Linked DNA regions of Anas platyrhynchos: region 1 is linked to region 2. The links are chromatin contacts, called in public Hi-C maps. All regions are on one chromosome and are shown on one strand. Each heading gives the region's core, a stretch centred on a gene start, on an enhancer-like site or on the middle of the called end of the contact. The rest is flanking DNA. Distances are from core to core; before and after follow the strand shown. Region 1 holds the start of ANKRD55 (ankyrin repeat domain 55). Region 2 holds the start of SLC38A9 (solute carrier family 38 member 9).

Evidence for each region. A called contact is a pair of places that touch in the nucleus more often than the background predicts.
Region 1: a Hi-C map of subcutaneous adipose tissue shows a contact between it and region 2, with 2.9 times the contacts expected there. The contact joins the promoter of ANKRD55 here to the promoter of SLC38A9 in region 2. A contact is called at or near these places in 2 of 8 Hi-C or Micro-C datasets (liver and subcutaneous adipose tissue).

Annotation. Positions count from the first base shown.
Region 1 is chrZ:19,169,739-19,174,411 of IASCAAS_PekinDuck_T2T, reverse strand. It overlaps ANKRD55 (ankyrin repeat domain 55), which reads left to right and starts at 2,011. Exons shown (of 11, transcript XM_027446766.3): 1 at 2,011-2,440. The coding sequence starts at 2,401.
Region 2 is chrZ:18,950,060-18,954,717 of IASCAAS_PekinDuck_T2T, reverse strand. It overlaps SLC38A9 (solute carrier family 38 member 9), which reads left to right and starts at 3,134. Exons shown (of 15, transcript XM_038170803.2): 1 at 3,134-3,272. It overlaps DDX4 (DEAD-box helicase 4), which reads right to left and starts at 3,173. Exons shown (of 18, transcript XM_072031069.1): 1 at 3,059-3,173.

The sequences.
Region 1 (4,673 bases), core at 762-3,261, 220 kb before region 2:
TGGCAGTGTTGGGGTGAGAAATGGATGCAGAGATGCAACTGAGCAGAAACACTGCACACAAAGGACAGAGAGCTTCTTGCCACACACAGGAAGCAGGAGCCACTTATGGGGCCTTCTGAAGATCAGAGGGTGTGATAACCTGCAGTCCAAACCACAGGCTGCCCAAGAGACCTGCCTCCAGCTCCTGCCTCTCCTCCTCGGAGGCCACAGAGGCCACAGCCCTTTGAGCAGTACCGAGGTGTTGGACCTGTGGGCTGTCTGAGAGCCAGGTGAGAGCCAGGGCTACCAGCCGAGCCACCCTCCTGGTGGAGGTGACAGATGCTGACCATCTGTGTTAAACCTGTGGTGGTTTCACCCAGCTGGGCAGCTGAAATCCGCCACACCGCTCCCTCACTCCCCTCCTCAAAGGGAAAGGGGAGAAAATACGATGCAAAGGGCTCAAGGGTTGAGATAAGGGCAGGGAGATCGCTCAACAAGTATCATGACAGGCAAAACAGGCTCAGCATAGGGAGATTAATGTCATATATTAAGCAACACCAGCAGACTGGAACAGTAAGAACTAAAAGCAAACTTAAAACACCTTCTGCTAGGACATGGGGCTGCTGCTGGGCTCTGCTCACAAACGCCACCCCTGCAGCCCCCTGCTACCAACAAAACCTTGCCACGTAACCCCAGACATGCCCTGTTCACATCTGTGCACAACCAGCAGCTGCCACATGGTGGATCCCTCCTCACTGTAACAAAGCCACAGATGATCCAAGCGTGAACAAGTCAGCAGAAGAGAAAAATGGAGCCAGCTTCTTGCCCCACAGTCCCACCACACAGCTCTCCATGGTCAGGACCCTTGAGCAGATCACACTGTCACATTTTGGGGAATTTCAGCAGTTTCAAGCTGTCAAGGCTGTACTGCTTCCTGGACCATACAATCTTTTCCAAAAAAATAGTTTGGATTTAGGTTCAGACACAGATGTCCGGGATGTGAATCAGCTGCGGATACAACTCCTACTGTGCCTACATGTAAGTTATGTCTCTAGGATCTGTTGTAGCCACAGGAGTCAGTCAATGCAGCAGAATATATTCACTAGGGTGAACAATGTCTAGGGCTGACCAAATGTGGACAGTTTTAGTGTAGACCCTCTGTGAACTCTTGGACCAAACATGCCTTGCCTTCCATCGTTTTTGTATGTTAGCTCGCCTTCCTCAGCAGTAGTGGCAACTCTTTTCCAATGCAGCAGTGTTAGGAAAGCTTGCCTTTATCCCTCCAAACCAGCAGCCCACTGGCAGCATTTCAGGAAAAGACCTGGTGATCCTCTGCTCTAAGTATGTACCAAATCAGCCTGTTTATTGTTACTTATTGTTATTTCTGCCATGCACACAACCTCAACCTGGCCAGATAAAACTGTGACTAGAGAAGGGAGGACATGTCACAGCTACAACTTAGAGTTTCGCATGTGAAATGTAAGACAGATTGAATATTTGTTATACTCACCTCCCTGCTTTATAAGGCTAAATACATCCTCTGCTCAAAGTAGCAAAGCTCATCAGGATCACCTCCTCTTTACACTACACAGGCTGAGTTCCCAACTCAGGGAAGCACAGGCCCAACCAAAATAATAGCTTGAAGACACAAATCTGCTGTTGGTTTTGTAGACACGGAGGGTTTGGAGCATCCTTTGAACTCCTATATTTGTTGTACTGCACTGTTGAAGTATCACTACCTACTTCAGCAACAATGATGTGCTCCTCAGTTACTTACTCGGTCCTTTCATTGCATCTTGTCCATTAATTAGGCATTAAAACACTAAGATGACAATGGCTTGATTTTTTAAGTTCTGCATAGAGTGGTTAAATCAAGAAATAGGTAACCTCTGAAAACGTGATGTGAATAGCCACCCTCAGACACAGTGGCCCAGGCAGTGGCCCTATCAGGGCAGTCGGTGAGCGCAGCACATGCCGCTGGACCAGCACAGCGAGGCCAGCAGCACCCAGGCTGCACCGCAGCTCTGCACATGCTCCGTGTGCCAGCACAGTCCCATTCACCCTCTGAAGGCTTGTTTACGGGCAGCACTCTGCTGCTGAGGCTGGGAGAGCTGCAGCATCTCTCAGAGATGCTCACAGGCAGCTTTGCTCACTGAAGACGTTTTTCAGAAGCTCGGCTGAGCTTCTAGGGATGTCATTTTAAGAGCATCCATAGCAAACAGAATATTCCGCTCCCATCAGGCTAATGATCATGTCCTTGCTTTGACAACAACATGCAAACATAAAGCAAGTTTAATTCTCTGACAAGAAGATGGGTGACAGCTACCACTGAATTGTTTGCTCTAATATGTGGAATTCCTCCCTGGAAACCCCAGAGATGCTTTTTGCCTGGTCTGGTTGTAAATGATGAGATAGATCACAATGGATTTCAGTTCCTCATCCGTGTTTGATCAGCACAAAGGTAAGTCACTGCTCCTAATTTCAAAAATCTGTAGTCCTCCCAGGCAGATGTACTAATGTTACTTGGCAGAATGAATGGCGAGAATTTTGGGGAAAGATCAGGTCTCATGGAGATCTATTTTTGTTACACAGGAGGGAATCCCTTCCATCAGTTTCAGGCATGGATATTTCAGCCTAAAGCTAGAGTTATTTTTAAAGATAAATATTTCAGCAGGAAAGCTACAGCATTTGATTGCTCATATGCCTAACACTGAGAGACGAGTGCATGTATTTACTGCTTATATTGTATATTGGTGCTTTTATGGATATATATATTTATAAAACAATTGCCACATTAGCAATCAAAGCAATTTAAAATGGAGTAAAAAATAAAGAAAAGCTGGTTTTCTTAATCTACTTATTTGTATACACTGAGAGGACTAGGTGGTGATGAGTGATTGACTTTGCTTCAGTAAATGTTAGCTGTATCGGTAAGTATTGCCATAACTATGAATTTAAGATATAGTTTAAAGAACCAAAGTGAAGATTTTCTACATAGTAAGGTTGCTATGGAAATACTAATGTCACTTTATCATCTGTTTTAAAGTTAAATGGTTGAATTTCATGTATTTGTTTGCCTGTACAGGCTTTTCTCTCTTGTAGCTGGTATTTCCCTCTGTAGAGTGGTATTCCTTTCACATTCTCAGAGCAGGAAGCAGTCACTGTTTGATTATCTCTGTTGCAACAAATTTCTCACTAAGTCAGCTTGCAAAATCATTTGTATGCAGTGGCTCCAGTTTCCAGTGCATGCCTGGAAAGAGTCAAAGCTGATGTAGCCATGCTGGCCCCACACCAAACAGGCTGAGGCACGTATGCATGCCACGGAAACACAGACAGGTACTCACGGAACATGTGGAAGTCATGTTTGGGACATTTTCCTTGAAAGGACAGAGGTGCGGGGCTGACTGAGATTTGGCAGCACCTAGCAGCCCTTGAGCTCTCCTTCTGCAGGCACTTTATGCTGCACCCCAACACGGCTGTGCTTGGAGCTTGGGGAGGGTGAGGGGACACCTTGCTCTGTGCTGTGGGGTGGCTGATGGGCACAGAGCTGATGGAAGTGGTGCGGGCTGTGAGGCTGGAGCAAAACCAGGGCTGGGGAAGGAGCAGTGAGGTCTCCGGATGGATAAGGGAGCAGAGAGCAGTGCAGGAGACCACTGATCCAAAACACTTATCCGGATAGAAAAGAGAGAGCTGTGAGGTAACATCTGTCAGTACGTCCCAGGACTTCTACTCTGTTCCCCTCCTCCTGCCAGGACTCTGTGCACACCGACCCCATCCCTGTGTCCACCCAGCTCTGTCCTCCATCCCCAGGGCCACACTCTGCTCACAGCACCTCCCCAGCAATACCCCCCTCCAGGTACACCCACTGTCCCTCTCCACCACCGCTGCAGGAGCTGCTGGCTCATCAGAGGCTCAGACTTCAGTGCCTGTACTCCCCACTCACTGCGTGGGAGGAGGACAGGGAGCGCCTGCAGGAGCAGGCAGCGCACAGCAAGGGAACACTGAAACCACTAGTTATCGCACAAAGAGAGCTCTATTCGAGATGTGGAGTGCACGGTGAATTTTAGCTAAATAGCATGTTAGTCCTTGACATATGACACATTACCAATTTAAGCAGGAAGAGTATTTTTTAAGGAGAAGGAGCACGCTGCTCATTGGAGCAATTTATAAAAAGGTATAATTCTGACTAGCTATCAAGCACACCAAATCAGTATCTGTCAGCCCAATAAATCCTCCCCTACAATCCCATTCTCCAACCCACCCACCAGAAAACTCCTCTCAGCTACAGGTCAAAAAAACAAGGTTCCAGGCTTGAAAATCACACTGCCTCTTTGCAACACTTCCTGTGGCATCACTCATTAATAGCTTATGTTACTATGAATAGTGATAGCAGTAGCAACATGGGGCTTCAGAAAGACATTATCAGACCCTGCTCCCCTCTCAGTACTTGTTAGGTGCCATTCAAATGTGTGCTGTGCTGTACTTGGCTTCTGATGTTTGCCGTGTAAACAGAGGAGCCAGACAAATCCTTGGACTGCTACACTCATAGGCAGGCACACACACAGGTTATTATTTTGTTAAGCAACCAGGAAATCTGTAATATTAGAGAAAGAGTTACAATTTCCAAGATTTGCACTCATCCGCTATCATGCTAAGACCAGGAGATGCCTGCCACTGCTGACATAGGTTATCCC
Region 2 (4,658 bases), core at 1,885-4,384:
GGTGGAAAGTAAGTGTGTGCGTAACAATTTCCTTCTTTCTTTATGTGTTAAAATTAGGCCTGTACTAATAATGATTAGGTTCTTAAGATTTAAAGTATACTAACATTAAATCCTTGATTTTATTTATATACAAGACATGCTTTCTCTTTACCCAGTTAAAAAAAAAAAAAAAAAAAAAAAAAAAACATTTAACAGAGTTTATGGTGTTTAATATATCCTGATGTGCTATTACTTTTTTTTTTCTAGAAAGACATATGGAGAAATATAAATATCTAATAATAATAATAATTAAAAAAAAAAAAATCACCACCAACAAAAAAGCAGTAATTTTGTTAGCCAGATGATAACTATGATTGCAATGATGGAAAAAAAAAAAATCTTTATTCATGTACTAAAGTTCTGTAATGCCTCAATTTATGAACTTGTGCATATTATAGTTACCTTCCAACTACAGTTGCAAAGTATGCCTTAAAGCTAAATCAATAGGTGATTCAACATAGTGCTTGACAGAATTCTTCTTAATAGCTATATTTAGTATTCTCTTTGTCTTACAGACGTATCAAGAGGTACTAAATGAATTTAAGTTCCCATTTTCCTAGACGCTTCCCAGACATGAAGCAAAAGACATGCTTTGCCCAAAAGGTCACATGTCACCAGAACAGAAAGCCCCGAGATAAATACTGCAGGGCAGTTATGGAATACACTTGTAAAGTCAGCTTTTGGCAGCATTTTTTATGAGGGAGCAGGAGAATCACTAGACTTCTCTCAGGCTTGCTTGCTGGCAAATCATTTCTTGCAATAAAACATTTTTCCCAGCAGAACTCAATGACTAATTAATGACCAAGAATGCAAGCCATATATCTTCTATGATTATAATCATCCAAGTCTTTCATAGCACAGGACACAGTAGGCAGGCTTGCAAGAGTATCACAGAATCACAGAATTGAAGGGGTTGGAAGGGACCTCAAGAGATCATCAGGTCCAATCCCCCTGCCAAAGCAGGTTCCTTAGAGCAGGCTGCCCAGGTAGGCATCCAGACAGGCCTTGAATATCTCCAGAGAGACTCCACAACCTCCCTGGGCAGCCTGTTCCAGTGCTCCGTCACCCTCACCATGAAGAAGTTCCTTCACATATTGGTGAGGAACTTCCTGTGCTCCATCTTGTGGCCATTGCCCCTTGTCCTGTCCCCACAAACCACTGAGAAGAGGTTGGCCAAGTCCTTCTGTCTCCCACCCCTCAGGTATTTATACACATTGATGAGATCCCCTCTCAGTCTTCTCTTCTCCAGGCTGAACAGACCCAGGTCTCTCAGCCTTTCCTCACAGGGAAGATGCTCCAGGCCCCGTATCATCTTTGTGGCCCTCTGCTGGACTCTTTCCAAGAGATCCCTGTCTTTCTTGTACCGGGGAGCCCAGAACTGGACACAGTACTCCAGGTGAAGCCTGACCAGGGCAGAGTAGAGGGGGAGGATCACCTCCCTTGACCTGCTGGCCACGCTCCTTTTAATGCACGCCAGGATCCCATTGGCCCTCTTGGCCACGAGGGCACAGTGCTGGCTCATGGCCAACCTATTGGTTTTTTCCTGCCCATCTCTCCAGCCAGTCCAGGTCTCGCTGAATGGCAGCACGGCCTTCTGGTGTGTCAGCCACTCCTCCCAGCTTTCTACTATAAGCGTACTTGCTGAGGGTGGACACTATTCCCTCGTCAAGGTCATCAATGAGGATGTTGAACAAGACCAGACCCAGCACCGACCCCTGGGGAACACCGCTAGTCACAGATCTCCAGCCAGACTCTGCACCACCGATCACCACCCTCTGAGCTCGGCCAGTCAGCCAGTTCTCAACCCACCTTACTGTCCACTCCTCTGTCCCACACTTTCTCAGCTTTGCTAGCAAGATGTCATGGGAGACAGTATCAAAGCCTTGCTAAAGTCAAGGTAGATGACATCCACCGCTCTCCCCCCATCTACCCAGCTGGTGATGCCATCATAGAAGGCAATGAGGTTGGTCGAGCACAACTTCCCCTTGGTGAATCCATGCTGACTACTCCTCGTAACCTTCTTCTCTTCCAATTGCTTGGAGATGGCATCCAGAACAAGCTGTTCCAATACCTTTCCAGGGACAGAGGTGAGACTGAGTGGCCTGTAGTTTCCTGGATCCTCCTTCTTGCCCTTCTTGAAGACTGGAGTGACATTGGAAGAGTAAGAGTAGCTTCTCGCATGCTGGAAAAATTACATCTCTGCTTCTGTGTGTTTTAGTTTTATTCACTTTATAGTGCCAGCATGTGGTGTTTGCACTGTGTTTCAGACTTGTGCAGCAGGTGGCTGGACTTCCTGACTCCCTGACCAAAATCTTCAAATACCCAGAAACAGCAAGGTTCTTGCATTCTAAGGGTGGCTCAGGTGCAGACGATGACAGTGAGTTTTCTGCATTACACAAAGTAGAAGTTTTGGTCTGACTCAGCTTGCATGCATGTAGCCGAATTTCAGGGTGATGATGGATGGTGGTAGTCTCTGCTGCCTCATTTCCGCCCGCAGTCTGAAATTCAGATTACACAGCGGTTTTCTCACAGGAATAGTCCTGCTGTCCATGCAATCTGTCTTGGGCTGTGCTTGAGGAAGGAGTACAGGCGGGGATTGGTGTCTAGCTTGTTTTGAAATATCTTTCTCATGTGGGAAAGCTATCTTTGCTGTTTTCCTTGCATGCAATGCAATTCAGCAGTTTCCCTTACCATGAGCTATAAAAATCCCTTCAGTTTTACTTTAACCAGTGTCTGAACTACGAAAAGGACATATGACACTTGAGTTAACTAGGAGCCACAACAACAAAGCGATTTTAAAACAGCAAATTTCTGTGAGCAGCAGTGCTCTACGATAGACAACCATTGCCTTTGGAATCAGTATTAAATGCACCTGCCTCTCTGCTTCCTTATTTTCTCAGCTCAGCCTACACAAGCCATAGACAGACTACACAACGACCAACTGTCACTAACAAGTCCAATTTTATTTTTTTCAGGGCTGTTTGGTGCCTCCACGTGCAGCCACACCCCGCTTACCCACCCCAGCGGGCGGCCCGGCGCAGGACAGGCTCAGCCGCAGCCCGCTGCTGCCGCTCCCCGGCCGGCCCCGCAGCGCAGCGCAGCGCAGCGCCGCCCCGCAGCAGCACCGCCCCGCTCCCTCCTCCCGGCCGCGGGCCCGCCCGCGGAACTGCGCTCCCCGGCACGCCGGCAGCCCCGGGACGGCCCCGGCCCGCTTCCTGCCGCCGCCGCCGCAGGTAGGGGAGCGGCGGGTGCCGGGAGGAGGGAGCGGGGCGGGGGGCACGGGGGAGCCGCCCGGCTGCAGCGCCAAGCCCGCCGGGGGGAAACTTAACCGGGCAGCGGGCGTTGTGCGGGGCGTGGAGGCCTTTCAGGGGATTCGTAAATCAGGGAAAGGCTTAAATCGGTCCTAACCAGCCCGTGGGGCCCGGGCCCTTTTGAAGGGTGGTGGTAAAAACATAGCATAAGGACGAAGGTGCTAACGTTGTTCCCATTCCTATACCTATGTCTTTAGTATTCACACAAATATGCAATAGGATTCACACCAACACCTATATGCAAGTAACAAAGGCTTCAGCTGTTGAAGACAAGTTATTGTTCCATTTCTTTTTAATTTTACGTAGGTATCTGTCAGTGACGACATACCCATTGGTTCTGCCCAAGGTACGTAGGAGCTCAACAGCAGTGCAGTTTGTATCGACAAGAGTGCTTTCTACTAAAGCGGTTATTAATTTACACTTGTTATGCATTTTAGTCATGTTCAACCAATACAGATCTAGGAGAGTATGGACAAGCTAACTTGTGGCAAGCTGTGCCAGTTTTAAGGAGCTCTGAATATATGCTAATAGTCTTACAAGCACTATAGCATTCTTCAGTCCCTAACAAGCTAGGGTCTATTGCCCCAAAAAAGGAACCAAGGAACTCTTCTGTCTTACTTTGAAGTTCCTGTTTTTTAGTGTAGAATATGCTTGTTTCTCACAGTTTCTATGTGCATAGCCTGCAGTTTACTTTAGATTTATGCCATGACCTTTATTCATCCATTCATCAGCTCAGAATTTAAGAGAAGACCAGGTCACGCCAAGTAGAACTTCTAAAAATCATTTTCCTTATTTGAAGTAAATGCTAGTATTAGTGGATCCTAGTATTTAAATCATGATTGTGAGGTGGGGTTATGAGAGTAATGACTTTAAACAAGAATGAAACAGGTTAACTTGTCACAGTTTGATCTGTGAAATCTAGTTGACAGGGAGCTATGCTTAAAGGAACCACCAGATATCTCAAAGAAAAGGAAGCTACTGTTGCACATAAGAACAGTTTTTGGTGGCAAAATTGCTTCTGTAAGGCTGTAGTTGTAATTAAGCAAGTTAAAAAGTAACAAGTTAAAGTTGATTTAAGACTGTGATAATTTAAGATGCATGACTTCCAAACTAAGAATTAAGGCTTTGTCTATGATGACTTGTCCATTGGGTCTTCTTCTTACACTAAGAAATTACTGCAGAACCAGTGCTAGCATCTGTGTAGCGACTTCACCTTTACTGACATGGAGCTGTTGTGGAAATAGCTCTCAGAGCTGCAGATGCTGTTCTGCCAGAATTTCCAGCTGCACTGGCACCCCGGTGGAACTC